Regions from separate parts of the Mus musculus genome. Here all the other regions are linked to region 3. The links are chromatin contacts, called in public HiChIP or PLAC-seq and promoter capture Hi-C maps. All regions are on one chromosome and are shown on one strand. Each heading gives the region's core, a stretch centred on a gene start, on an enhancer-like site or on the middle of the called end of the contact. The rest is flanking DNA. Distances are from core to core; before and after follow the strand shown. Region 1 overlaps Ccm2l (cerebral cavernous malformation 2-like). Region 2 overlaps Kif3b (kinesin family member 3B). Region 3 overlaps Tm9sf4 (transmembrane 9 superfamily protein member 4). Region 4 overlaps Kif3b (kinesin family member 3B).

What was found. HiChIP or PLAC-seq counts read pairs in DNA pulled down with a chosen protein or histone mark. Capture Hi-C pulls out chosen DNA fragments and counts their contacts.
Region 1: a contact with region 3 is called in an H3K4me3 HiChIP or PLAC-seq map of bone marrow-derived macrophages, with 5 times the contacts expected there. The contact joins two enhancer-like sites. A contact is called at or near these places in 2 of 484 Hi-C or Micro-C datasets (the C10 cell line and nephron progenitors), 4 of 115 datasets of contacts at active chromatin or transcription factors (the HPC-7 cell line, bone marrow-derived macrophages and embryonic stem cells) and 4 of 9 other capture datasets (adipose tissue, embryonic stem cells, liver and 1 more).
Region 2: a promoter capture Hi-C map of adipose tissue shows a contact between it and region 3. The contact joins two enhancer-like sites. A contact is called at or near these places in 2 of 39 promoter capture datasets (cranial neural crest and macrophages), 1 of 484 Hi-C or Micro-C datasets (nephron progenitors), 2 of 115 datasets of contacts at active chromatin or transcription factors (CD8 T cells and effector CD8 T cells) and 3 of 9 other capture datasets (adipose tissue, liver and pancreatic islet).
Region 4: a contact with region 3 is called in a promoter capture Hi-C map of adipose tissue. The contact joins two enhancer-like sites. A contact is called at or near these places in 1 of 484 Hi-C or Micro-C datasets (nephron progenitors), 1 of 115 datasets of contacts at active chromatin or transcription factors (embryonic stem cells) and 4 of 9 other capture datasets (adipose tissue, embryonic stem cells, liver and 1 more).

What each region holds. Positions count from the first base shown.
Region 1 is chr2:153,074,761-153,077,561 of GRCm38.p6, forward strand. It overlaps Ccm2l (cerebral cavernous malformation 2-like), which reads left to right. Exons shown (of 10, transcript NM_001372363.1): 6 at 12-147; 7 at 1,641-1,704. Among named protein-coding and RNA genes, the nearest start is that of Ccm2l, 10 kb to the left of the region's middle. Within about 2 kb of position 1,496, at least 29 of the 459 cell types and tissues checked have an H3K27ac peak or open chromatin away from gene starts, as enhancers often do. A contact at or near this core is called in the HPC-7 cell line and bone marrow-derived macrophages, where this site is marked.
Region 2 is chr2:153,297,853-153,300,552 of GRCm38.p6, forward strand. The region is part of intron 1 of Kif3b (kinesin family member 3B); the gene reads left to right. Among named protein-coding and RNA genes, the nearest start is that of Gm39961, 7.8 kb to the left of the region's middle. Within about 2 kb of position 1,304, at least 85 of the 459 cell types and tissues checked have an H3K27ac peak or open chromatin away from gene starts, as enhancers often do. A contact at or near this core is called in adipose tissue and pancreatic islet, where this site is marked.
Region 3 is chr2:153,197,293-153,200,199 of GRCm38.p6, forward strand. It overlaps Tm9sf4 (transmembrane 9 superfamily protein member 4), which reads left to right. Exons shown (of 18, transcript NM_133847.3): 13 at 1,058-1,141. Among named protein-coding and RNA genes, the nearest start is that of Tspyl3, 27 kb to the right of the region's middle. Within about 2 kb of position 1,394, at least 62 of the 459 cell types and tissues checked have an H3K27ac peak or open chromatin away from gene starts, as enhancers often do. A contact at or near this core is called in the HPC-7 cell line, adipose tissue, bone marrow-derived macrophages and 1 more, where this site is marked.
Region 4 is chr2:153,317,800-153,320,755 of GRCm38.p6, forward strand. Kif3b (kinesin family member 3B) reads left to right here. Exons shown (of 9, transcript NM_008444.4): 3 at 2,476-2,577; 4 at 2,780-2,902. Among named protein-coding and RNA genes, the nearest start is that of 2500004C02Rik, 27 kb to the right of the region's middle. Within about 2 kb of position 1,637, at least 68 of the 459 cell types and tissues checked have an H3K27ac peak or open chromatin away from gene starts, as enhancers often do. A contact at or near this core is called in adipose tissue, where this site is marked.

The sequences.
Region 1 (2,801 bases), core at 246-2,745, 120 kb before region 3:
CCCTGGACCAGGATGCCGCTGAGGAATCCTGTGCGCTCATCTGTCAAGTCTTCCAGATCATCTACGGGGACCAGAGCATCGAGTGTGTAGACCGGGCCGGCTACCACTACAGATCCACACCAAAGCGGCCATGGCTCTCCAGCTGCAGTGCGTATCTAAACTCCCACAAAGCACTGGGAGAGGCTGCATGTCCTGATAGTCAGAGCTGATGAAGGCCTTTGGGAGTTCTGAGCTGGACCCCGGGTCTAGGGGTCCACTTGATAGAATGTCATTCTTCTTGATGACCTCTTTAGCGATGACCTGATGCTCAGGTTGTCAAGTTTGGGATGAGTTTGAACTTAGGCACTTGAACGTCTCTCTTGTTTTGGGTGTCCCTGCTTTGCAGAAAGTTCAGCATGTGTACTGTCGGCTAGCTGAGCCATCTCACCCCATGAGATTCCTAGGGCTGACATTTCCAGATTAGTCCATGTATGCAATCAAGGGTTGGAATTAAAGTGAGACTAACAGGGACATTTGTTGAGTGCCAGTTATATGCCAAGCACAATAGCCAGATGCCAAGTCTTCTTGAGTCTTTATGGCATCTTACCTTTCACATTCACTTAGCACAGACGTGGACACCTCACAGATGCTAGAGAAGTAGTCTTCAGAGAAATGAAAACTGCTCAGTCCCCAGGCAGGTGAGCTGGCTCAGTGGGGAAAGGGGCTTGCTGCCAACCTTGACAACTGAGTTTCAAAAGTTTCCCCCACGACCTCCACATGGGCACCATGGCACGTGCAAACTCAGACCTAAGCACATTAGTTAATAGTCCCAAGCTTTTGGGACGATGAGGCAGAAGGATCCGAGTTTCAGGTCAGCCTGAGCTGCAGTGGAGAAACTTTATCTTTAAAAAGAAGAAAAAAGATCTGTGCATGGTGGTGATATACATCTTTCATCTCAGCACTTGGGAAGCAGAGGCAAAAAGATCTCTGAGGTCAACACCAACCTGATCTACTGCAAGTTCCAGTCCAGCCAGGGCTACATTGAGAAAAGGGGGAGGGGGTAGAAGAGCCTCTCTGATGTCCCGTGAATCTAGTTTTACAGATAGTAAGCATTGAGGCTCAAGTAGTCACAGGTCACATGGTTGGTAGGTCAGAGTCAGAATCCAAGCTCAGTGTGTCTAAGTTCCAAAGCTTCTGTCTGCATCTCTCCCCCTCCCCCTCCCCTCCCCTCCCCTCCCCCTCCCCCCCCTCTCTCTGCTCCCCTCACAGACATTACATCAATTCCCTCCCCCACAGCCTGCTCTGGAGTGGTCTCTGTTTGCGCAGCCCCAGCAGCTGTGTCACTGGCCTTGTGGAGACCAATGAAGGGTTTAATTCCAACCCTTGATTGCATAAGCCCCAGGTTCCATCCCTACAGCATGTGCACACAAACACACATTTACCAACACTCTCCCACTGCCTCTCATTTATTTGTCAGCTGCTATGGACCTTGGCACTGAGGAAGGCGAGGATTAGGGAGGTCAGTTGCCTGAGGTTAGCTATGTGTCAGGGCTTGACCAGAACTAGATCCCAGGGTGCTGCCAAGGCCAAGGGGTGCAGGGAGCCTGGGATATTGGAGCCTGCATGTCACCTCTGACAGTTCTCCTGTCTGCTGGTCCCAGGTGAGAGCTGTCGTACGGACGGGACGTTTGCCTATGATGCCGACTTGAGCTGCTGCAGCTCCTTGTGAGTATCAGCTCTGTCTGGGACACCAGTTCCTCTCCTCAGCCCCTCCCGAACTCCTACAAGCATGATTTGCCTTTCTTCCAGTCACAGCTTCTTCTTCACCATCCTCAGAGTGGCCTCATGTCCAAGCTGTAGCTCCAACCATGCAACAGCACACCAGTGGCCTCTTAAATGACTTTAGGGAGGATGGAGATCAGAGAATACTACAGCATCACCATGCATGTTCACTGTATGAAAAGCCCTGGGTTCCATCCCTACAGCATGTGCACACACACACACACACACACACACTCACCATCAAGCTTAGATTTTAGTAGTCAAATTTTGGCGGCTTGGTCAGAACTAGCTGCAAGCAAGACTGCAGGCTTCTGCAGGCTCGGGGTGTAGCTCAGCTGGTAGAGTACTTCCCCTGCCATGCACAAAGCCCTGGTTCAATCCCCAGCACTGCATACCCTGATGCACACCTGTCATGTCTACATTCAGAAGGTAGAAGCAAGAGGACCAGAGAGTCACCGCTGGCTACATAATGAGTTCAAGACAAACCTGGGATATATGAAACCTCCCTCAAAATGTTTTAAAAACAATTCTGTTAGAAACATTGCCCATCCCCGTTTGCTCAGGATTGAGGAGTTTCCCAAGATATGGGATTTTCAGTTTAAATCCAATAAAACCCTCAGCAGGCCTGTGGTAGGGAGTTATCCTGGTCCTGTAAAGATTCTGATGTTGGCAAGTAGTGGCCCCTGCCAGTGGCCTGTGCCCTACCATACCAATGTTGATATTGGCACTACATTTGTATTCCCGAACCCATGTGTGTATAAACTAGCCCATAACTGACCTGATTTAGCAGAGGTGAGCAGAATCACACTAAGGACCCATTCGCTGAGCTTGCCATGTGATTGTGTATCATTGGCTTTTGTTAGCTGCTGTGTGGCTAGTTATCTGTTACGTGGGCTCTACAGTCTGAAGTGCTTGACAAACGTTAGTTCCTGTCATTTTTCACAGTGACACCAATCTTCATCATCCCATTTTACAGATGGAGAAGCTGAAGATTAGGGAAACAAAGTTTAGCATCCCAAGGGTCAGACAGACTTGGCTTG
Region 2 (2,700 bases), core at 54-2,553, 100 kb after region 3:
TTTCAGTTGCCGTCCTAACCTGGGGATCTTGGCTGATGGAGGTTGGAAGGAATCTAGCCAGCTCTGGGGGAGAGCATATACTCACTAACACAGCTCACCCCCAGCACCTCAGATGGCCATGCTCTCCCTGCCAAAATGCCTCTTTCCTGGCTGCTGAACAGTAGGTCTTAAGGTTCAGAGCTTTTTAGACAGGGGAAGGCTTTGTAAAGCTGCTGTATTCTGCCAAAATTCCTAGAGGACTCTTGAACGTAGTAGCTCATCCAAGCAAGGGCTCCAGGCCTCATTTCCCATGCACTAGGAAAGGCCTTTGTTCATTTGGCGGTCAGTGAGGCCTGTTAGCGTTGTGGGACTCACAACTGCACACACTACTCCGAGTAGCTCTGGTGTTTTCTTTGCTCCTTCTTGAGTCTCATCCTCAGTCAGTGGTGGCCACATGGAGTGTGGGTTGTCCCAGGCTTCAGGTAAGGACACGTAGATACCTAGAAATCAGTCCTATTTGCTAGTGTATTCTGTACCTGCTAAGGGTTAAGGTAGGAAGATTGATGCTGGTTTAAGTGTGCTGCGCATGACAGAAGCACTTCTTGAACATGCACAGTCTAAGCCTAGATTGGAAAAATCAGGGTCTGGATTTCACCAGGATCCACTCACCCAGGTCAGATGTGAAACTATGGTCTCCTTCCATTTCCCTCCGGTCAAGCCACAGAAGCCAAAAGCAGTGCAGCAGTGGCCGAGAAAGAGGAGCTACTGAAAGCGCTGAGGGTGAAGCCACCCAGACAGCTGGGTGAATTATGGGTGGAGCTGTTCAAACAGCTGGATAATCTCTAGGTGGAGCTGTCCCAGCTGCAGGTCACTAAAGTAACTGTTGTTAGCATCATCTGTGTAGTCAAGATCTGAGCTGTCAAATCGAACTTTTGGGGTCACCTTTCTTAACCTTTGGAGAGAAAATCCTACAAAGACAAGAAGTACAAGCACCTGACTTAAGACCCTAGAAGACAGGGGTCATGCAGGGGCAAGAAGCCCCTCACCTAGACCCCAGAAGACAAGAGACCTACACACTCCTCACCCCCTTCACCAGGCCCAGAGCTGAAGACAGTGTAGGAGCTGCAGGAGGAGCTGTGCCTGCACACAGCTCAAAGAACACAGCCAAGGCCTGAGGTCACCCCAACAGTAAAACACGAAGCTGGCTCAGAACAACACCCCCATCCCCCAAGACTTTGTGCTACCAGCAAGCTGATAGTGTGTTTCGATAGCTAAGCTAAGGCTTGCTGAGCCAAGCTTGCAAGCCCTGCTTTCATTTGGTCTTCAGCAGTCTTTGTACAGGAACTGTTCCTCCCAGTTCCCAGAAGAGGGAAGTAGAGACTGTGTGAGTCAAATACTTCCCCAAAGATGCTGATCCGGAGTCCACCGCTCAGCCTACTATTCACTTTTCTCTAAGAAAGTTATTTATTAATTATGATTGTGCATTTTTGTGTGTGCATGGTGTGTGTACATGAGAACACGTGTGCCTGTGAAGGTCAGAGGACTTTTGTAGAGTCAGTCCATCTCCTACCTTTCTATGGGTTTCAGGGGTCAAACTCTGCCATCCACTGAACCATCGAGCTGGCCTTCTACTGCTCCCTCCCTCCCTCCCTCCCTCCCTCCCTCCCTCCCTCCCTCTGTTCCTTAGGATGCAGAGCCTCTTGCACGCTAAGCACAGGCTGCACCACTGAGGGGCATCCTCAGCCCCATCTGTTGTTTTTCAGAGGAGCAGTGACCACAGCATCCATTTGTCCGAGGCCTTTCTCTTCTGTGCCTGGGTAACTAGTTTGAAATGCAAATAGCAACCAGGTGCAGTGGGACTTGGTTATAATCCTGAGTGCTACTCAGGAGGTAGAGGCGGAAGGGTCAGGAGTTGTTTGGGGTTACACAGTTCCTTTGAGGTTAGCAGGCATTATAAGAGACCCCATCTCAACAAAGAAACCAACCAAAAAGTGACTTCAAAGGATGTTTGAGGAGATGGGAAACTCCTTTGTCTGTTTTAGAGTAATGGTGAATCTTCTCAGTATTTGATGGATGAGGCTACAGACCCAGCTTTGGGCTAGATAGGCAGGCCAGCCTTATCCTTTGAAGTAGTCTAGCTGCCGGCCTCACACAGCTGAAGCTGGAGCCTTGAGCTTCTTTTCCCAGTCACTTAACCCTCAACTCACTTAGTCCTGCCTGTTACATATACACGAAAGAGGGGAGGGTACAGAAGCCCTTCATTCAGTGCCTTTAGAAAGCTTGGTTAAGGGCTGATACGATGGCTTAGCTGATAAAGGTGCCTGATGGCCTGAGTTCAAGTCCAGACACACAGTGAACAGAGAGAATCAGATCCTGCAAGTTGTTCTCCTACCTCCACACATGCACTGTGACCTTCGCCCATGGGTGCACACACAAAGTAGATGAACACAGTATTAAAAAAAAAAGGCTTTGGCTCAGATCTTTAATCCAGCACTCAGGAGGCTGAGGCAGATGGATCTCTGTGAGTTCAAGCAGTCAGGGCTAAATGGTAAGACGCTGTCTGAAACTCATCTCCCAAATTAAAAAAATATATATATATTTAAGAAGATCTATTGGTCAAGCCTTTGCTATCACAGAAAATTCTGTCACTTGTATTGTGACATGGGGAAATCAGTCAACCTGCCTGGACCTCAGTGTCTGTCTCTCCCTTAGTGTATGTTT
Region 3 (2,907 bases), core at 144-2,643:
AACTTCTGGTTTCCATCTCTCCAATGGGGATAGGTGCAACATATAACCTCTGGTACACTCATACCACAAGATGTTGATGACCCACAAGAGGGCCCAAGGACAAGAACTCACAAGAGCAGTGACTAGCTATTGGATGGGAGACAGTGAGCCAAAGAAGTTAATACACAGTTTGAGTGTTAGCTTGGGCCTTGACCTCTGTGCTTAGTGACCTATCTGGATGCCTAGATCATCCCAGTGTGGAAGGATGAGACTCAAGTGTAAGCCTGGGGCCTTGGGTTTTTGTGCCTGGCCTCTAGCCTGAGAGACTGACTAGATTACATTGCGTGAAATCAGGCTTTGGAGGGTGTCTAGGTTCTAAACTCTGCTCTGCCCTTGATAAAGTGTGATCTAGAGTGGAGAGATGCCCTTATCTTTTAGTAGGGTCTCTTCTAAACCTGTCTGTAGTGAGGGTGAGGTGAGATGGTACAGGTAGAGCCCACAGTTGCCATCTTTAAGAAGCTACTAAAGCTGAACCATTATTTTAGGCAGTTGGAGTTGGAGCCTAAACGTACATATTTTCTGGCCGTTTTATTTATTTATGAAGCAAATACTTAGTGAGTAGCTGCTGTGCTGTGTGATGAGAACACAACAGAGTACAGGATTTACAGTGTAATGGGGAAACAGACATTGATCAGGCAGCAAAGCATATGCTGGTGCTCCTTGTCTCGGTGAGATTACATCTCAGTTTGATAGAGTCGGAGATGGATGTATATCTCACACGCCAAAGTTAGTGTGGTTGCTACAGAAGGCCTCTAACCGGCAGAACATCGCCAATTCAAAAGATCCTAAGTAGACCCTTTATAAGGTGACCACCATCTATAATTAGGAAGTAGGTTGAGAGCAAGGAAAAAGCAGTTACAGGGCTCTGCAAAGTCTCAGAACAGGAGGCCTGTCTTGTGTGGGATCAGAAAAGAAGCTGTGCTTAAGCAGAAACCCAAAGGAAGCCTCTGGTCCTCAGCTCCCCAAGGACCTGTGGGAAGCCAGATGCAGCTCCCCAACCTGTTCCTCTTGCTCCCAGACAGCGACACTGTATCCTGGTGTGGTTTTCGGCATCTGCTTTGTGTTGAATTGCTTCATCTGGGGAAAGCACTCATCAGGAGCAGTAAGTACCTTTCCCCGCTGCCAAGCCCCTCTCCAGCAAGGAGAGCTGGTGAGGCTCAGTCCTATTCCCTAAGGACATTTCCTGTTACTGTTCCCTTCCCTTTTCTGAGCCCCCAGAGTTCTGTTCCCAGCTGTAGGGGTTGAAGGTTGGCTGGGGTTTCCCCAGCATTGCCCATCTTATCATCTGCCTGTGCCCTGGCCCTGGCCTTTCTGCAGGCTTGGGAACAGCTGGCCACAGATGACTTCTCTAAAGGGAGGTTTCCACACTCCAGGGGCCAGTCGGGGAATTCCCCGTGGTTTAATCAAGTGAGAGCTGCCTGGTATTCGTGGAGAAGGCTCACCTCAGCATCCTGTCAGCACCAACCCAGAGTGGAGCTCCCATTAAGCCTTGAGGTTGCCAGCAGCTCCTCGGGACTCTGTGACGGAGGGAGGGTGGGGCAGGTGCTTGTTAGGGCTGCTAAGGACTCTGGATATGGTATGAGTGTAGGCTGCTGCTTTCCAGCAGCATGAACACTTCCCCCACCCTGGTATTCAAGGTGGGCTTTCTAAAGAGCACAGAGACAGTAGGAAATGAAGCAGTGGAGCCATCCAGAGGTGAATACCTACCGTGGAGGTTTTAGATGTGTACTCTTTCCATCTTTCTCCTTCAACAGAGATGTTTAAAATGAGAGTATATGATTTAAAATTTACAACGAATGATGCTTATTGTAATACTGTTCTAAACATTTAATGTCCTCTGTTTCTTATTTTTAGGTTGCATACACAGTAATACATTGCATTGCAGCATTTTACACTCTGTCACTCTGCTTTGTCACTCACTCAGTCTTTACTCACTGTCCTCTTCCTTGTCCCTGCCCCCTCTGGCTGCTCCCCTTCTTCCCCAGCTGACTCCCAACTTCTGCTTTCTTATCACATGTATTCCATTACCCTATTTCCCCTACGTGAAGATCTCTTCCTTCCTTCTAATGATCCCTCTCTAGTTTCATGAGTTACATATACACATATATAAATGTAGATACAAAAATGTTTAGTGTAGGTTCTATGTATAAGAGAAAACTTGCAGTATTTGTCTTTCAGAGTCTGGCTTATTTTAACATAACAGTTTCAAGTTCCATCCATTTCCCGCAGAGTGTTGGTATTTCCTTTTCTTCATCTTCGGTACATCCATTTCCTGGCTGTTGGGACCAGTGCAGCAGTAGAGGTGGATGTACAAGTGTCTTTGTAGTGTGCTGACTGAAAGTTCTCTGCATCTGTACCCAAGTAATAGAGCTGAGCCATGTGGGATCTGTGTTTTTACTTTATACTGGTTTCTATAGTGGCTGCACAAATTTACCCTCCCACATTAATATGTTGTTAACATACTGATTTTTGCACAAGCCTTATAGAAAATGACTTACAGAAGATGATGGGGAAGATGAAAAATATCAGTTCTAACCCCACCCCCCTTCTACAGAAGCACTGTTAGCTTTCTGTTGTAGGCTTTTCCAGACACATGCACATCCAAACACTGAATTTGGGAGCCTAGGGTGCAGCTCAGTTAGCAGAGTGCTTGCCTAGCGTGCTGGGAACCCTGAGTTCCGGCTGCAGCACTTCATGGACTCACTATGCTAGTGCATGCCTTCCGATCCCAGCACCCAGGAGCTGGAGGCAAGAGGATCGGGAGTTCAAGGTCGTCCTTGGCTACATAGTAGGTTCAAAGCCAGCTACCTAGGATATAAGAGGTCCTGTTGAATAAAATGAATTTTATTAAAATGGAGTTCTTTTATT
Region 4 (2,956 bases), core at 387-2,886, 120 kb after region 3:
AGAAGCAGGTGGGTCTCTTGTGAGGCCTATATAATAAGTTCAGTACAGCCTGCTACAGGGTGAGACCCCTGTCCCCAATAAAAGTCAAAACCTAATTACATGTATGATAATTGTCATGTATGTGTGCACTTTATGAAGACCAGCAAGAAAACCAGTGCCCAGGCATTATTGCTTCCATTAAGGAATAGGGTAACTCTTTTTCTACCACCTGCTCCTCTTCTTCTCCTCCTCCTCCTCTTCTTCCTTCTCCTCCTTCATCTTCCTCCTCCCCTCTTTCTCTCTTTTTCTCTTTCTCTTTAAGAACATCTGTATTTTTGTTTTTGTTTTTTTGTTTTTGTTTGTTTTTTCGAGACAGGGTTTCTCTGTATAGCCCTGGCTGTCCTGGAACTCACTTTGTAGACCAGGCTGGCCTCGAACTCAGAAATCCACCTGCCTCTGCCTCCCGAGTACTGGGATTGCTGCTGTGTGGTTGTGTTCATCACTATGACTGCTCCACCACGCCCGGCTTGAACATCTGTATTTTTAAATTTTTTGATATTTCTTTATTTTTTTGAATCAGGGTTTTTCTGTGTAGTCCAGGCTGGCCCTGAGTCACAGCAATGCTCCTGTTTTAGCCTACTCAACAATAGAGTACTATGCCTGGCATTTTTTTTTTAAGGTAGGGTGTTGTGTAGCCCAGGATAGCCTTGAACTTGATAGTAGCTAAGAATGAACACAGGCATGTGCCACCATGCATGTTTTATGTGGTGCTGAGTATCACAGCCCTAAGTGCATGTGGGACAAACACTGCCACTTGAGCCACAAGGGCAGTCATCAGGAAGCCAATGTTTGTTGTTCCCTTGCTTGTCTAGTTTCACGTGGGCTGTTACTTAAGGTGCTACCGCAGTTTGCTTTTTCGTACCAAACTTCTGTCCCTAAGAACCTGTACTGATGCCTGCTGTGTGGTTGTGTTCATCACTATCACTGCTCCAAATACTCTGTGATGTTCGCTCCACTTTCCTCTTAATGTGGGCTATTTCCATGTTTCCTGCAACCATTCTTGTGCTTGGCTCCAGGAGACTATGTACATGCAAGAAATTGCTGGTACCCTTATATTCTACAGTGAGTTTTTTAAAAGAATTATTTATATTTTATGAATATGAATACACTGTAGGCTGTCTTCAGACACACCAGAAGAGGGCATCAGATCCCATTACAGATGGTTGTGAGCCACCACATGGTTGATGGGAATTGAACTCAGGACCTCTGGAAGAGCAGTCAGTACTCTTAACCACTGAGCCATCTGTCCAGCTCCCTCAGTCCCAGGGACTCTTGGTCCTGCCTCATCCTGCTCCTTCGCCCATGCCCTGCTGCACAACAGCTTCCCACCAGGGCTTCAGCCGTGGCTCTCATCCAGGAATTCCTCCTGTTGCAAGGGTGTGGTCCTAAAGCAGTCTGGCTGTGCACTCCTGTTTGGCATACCTGTCCATGCTTTCTGAGGCTCTCAGGACCATGCCTGGTTTCCTAACTGGGATCTGAGGCTTTTGCTCCGACCTCTCTTGGCTTTGTCAACTTCCGCATCCTACTCCTGGGCTAACAATGGGGGTAGGAGTGTTTTCTTAGTAGATTTTTATTTTTACTTCAGCTTTTTGTGTGGCTGTCCCTTCAGACAGGAAGCTGTCCCCAACTTCCTCTGAGAGCTCGACTCCTTGCCCTTTAGTGTGCCTCTCCCCTTAGTTCCTCACACTTCCCTCCTGAGGGCATCCCAGAGCGTCTGGTCCAAGCCTGTTTACCTGTCTATGTCCCTAGGTGGGCTCCGAGCCTCACGGTCCTCACTGCCAGCAGTATCTCTGGTCTGGAGCACACCAGCTATGTTTAGTTTGTGTAGAGTGGGGTTAGTGCTGTGGATGAACAACCCAGTAAATGACTTGGTTAAAAAGCCCAAACCCTGAAAAGCACATATGTTTCAAGCTGCCAGACCTTCAGTGTTGTCAGATGGGGTCCCATCCTGCTATGGGCAAGGCAAATGTATTTTCCCCCAGACTTTTTTTTTTTTTAAAGATTTATTTATTATTATACATAAGTACACTGTAGCTGTCTTCAGATGTGCCTGAAGAGGGCATTAGATCTTATTAGGGCTACCATGTGGTTGCTGGGATTTGAACTCAGGACCTTTATGGAAGAGCAGTCAGTGCTCTTACCCACTGAGCCATCTCCCCAGCCCCAGACTGTTTTTTGCTTGTTTGTTTTTGGGGAGGTTTTGGTTCTTTGTTTTTTGTTTTTTGTTTTTTTGTTTTTGTTTTTGGACAGGGTCTCAATATGTCCTCTGGGCTGGCCTGTAACTTGCAATCCTCCAGCTACAGTCATATGTATGTTGGGACCACAGGCATGGACCATTATGCTTAGCCAGGCATAAGCCTGTTCTCTAGGTCTTCCTGTGAGGGGTTATGTTGTAGGATGGACCACAGGATGGATTTTGCTTTGTTCCTCACTCAGGCCATGGAGAGTAAGCTGCTTGTCGGAGGAAAAAATATAGTAGATCATACAAACGAACAGCAGAAGATCCTGGAGCAAAAACGCCAGGAGATCGCAGAGCAGGTAACCTTGCATTCTTGTATGGGGAAGAAGGCGTGCACTGACATCAGGGCACAGAGCAGTCAGCAGTGGGATGAGAGCAGCTCCAGAGGGAACGGACAGGAGCTGTCAGCCCATGCTAGCCAGAGCCGACTGGGCGCATCCAGCCCATAGTGTGTAGACATGGTCACTAGGGCAAGCTGATGGATTTTGTGGTATTGCTCAGAAACGTCGAGAAAGAGAAATCCAGCAGCAAATGGAGAGTCGAGATGAGGAGACCCTGGAACTGAAAGAGACTTACACCTCACTGCAGCAGGAGGTAGACATCAAGACCAAAAAGCTCAAAAAGGTAGGAGATGGGTGCTGGGAGCCTGGGGGAGGGGCACGCCTTCCTTGGTCAGCC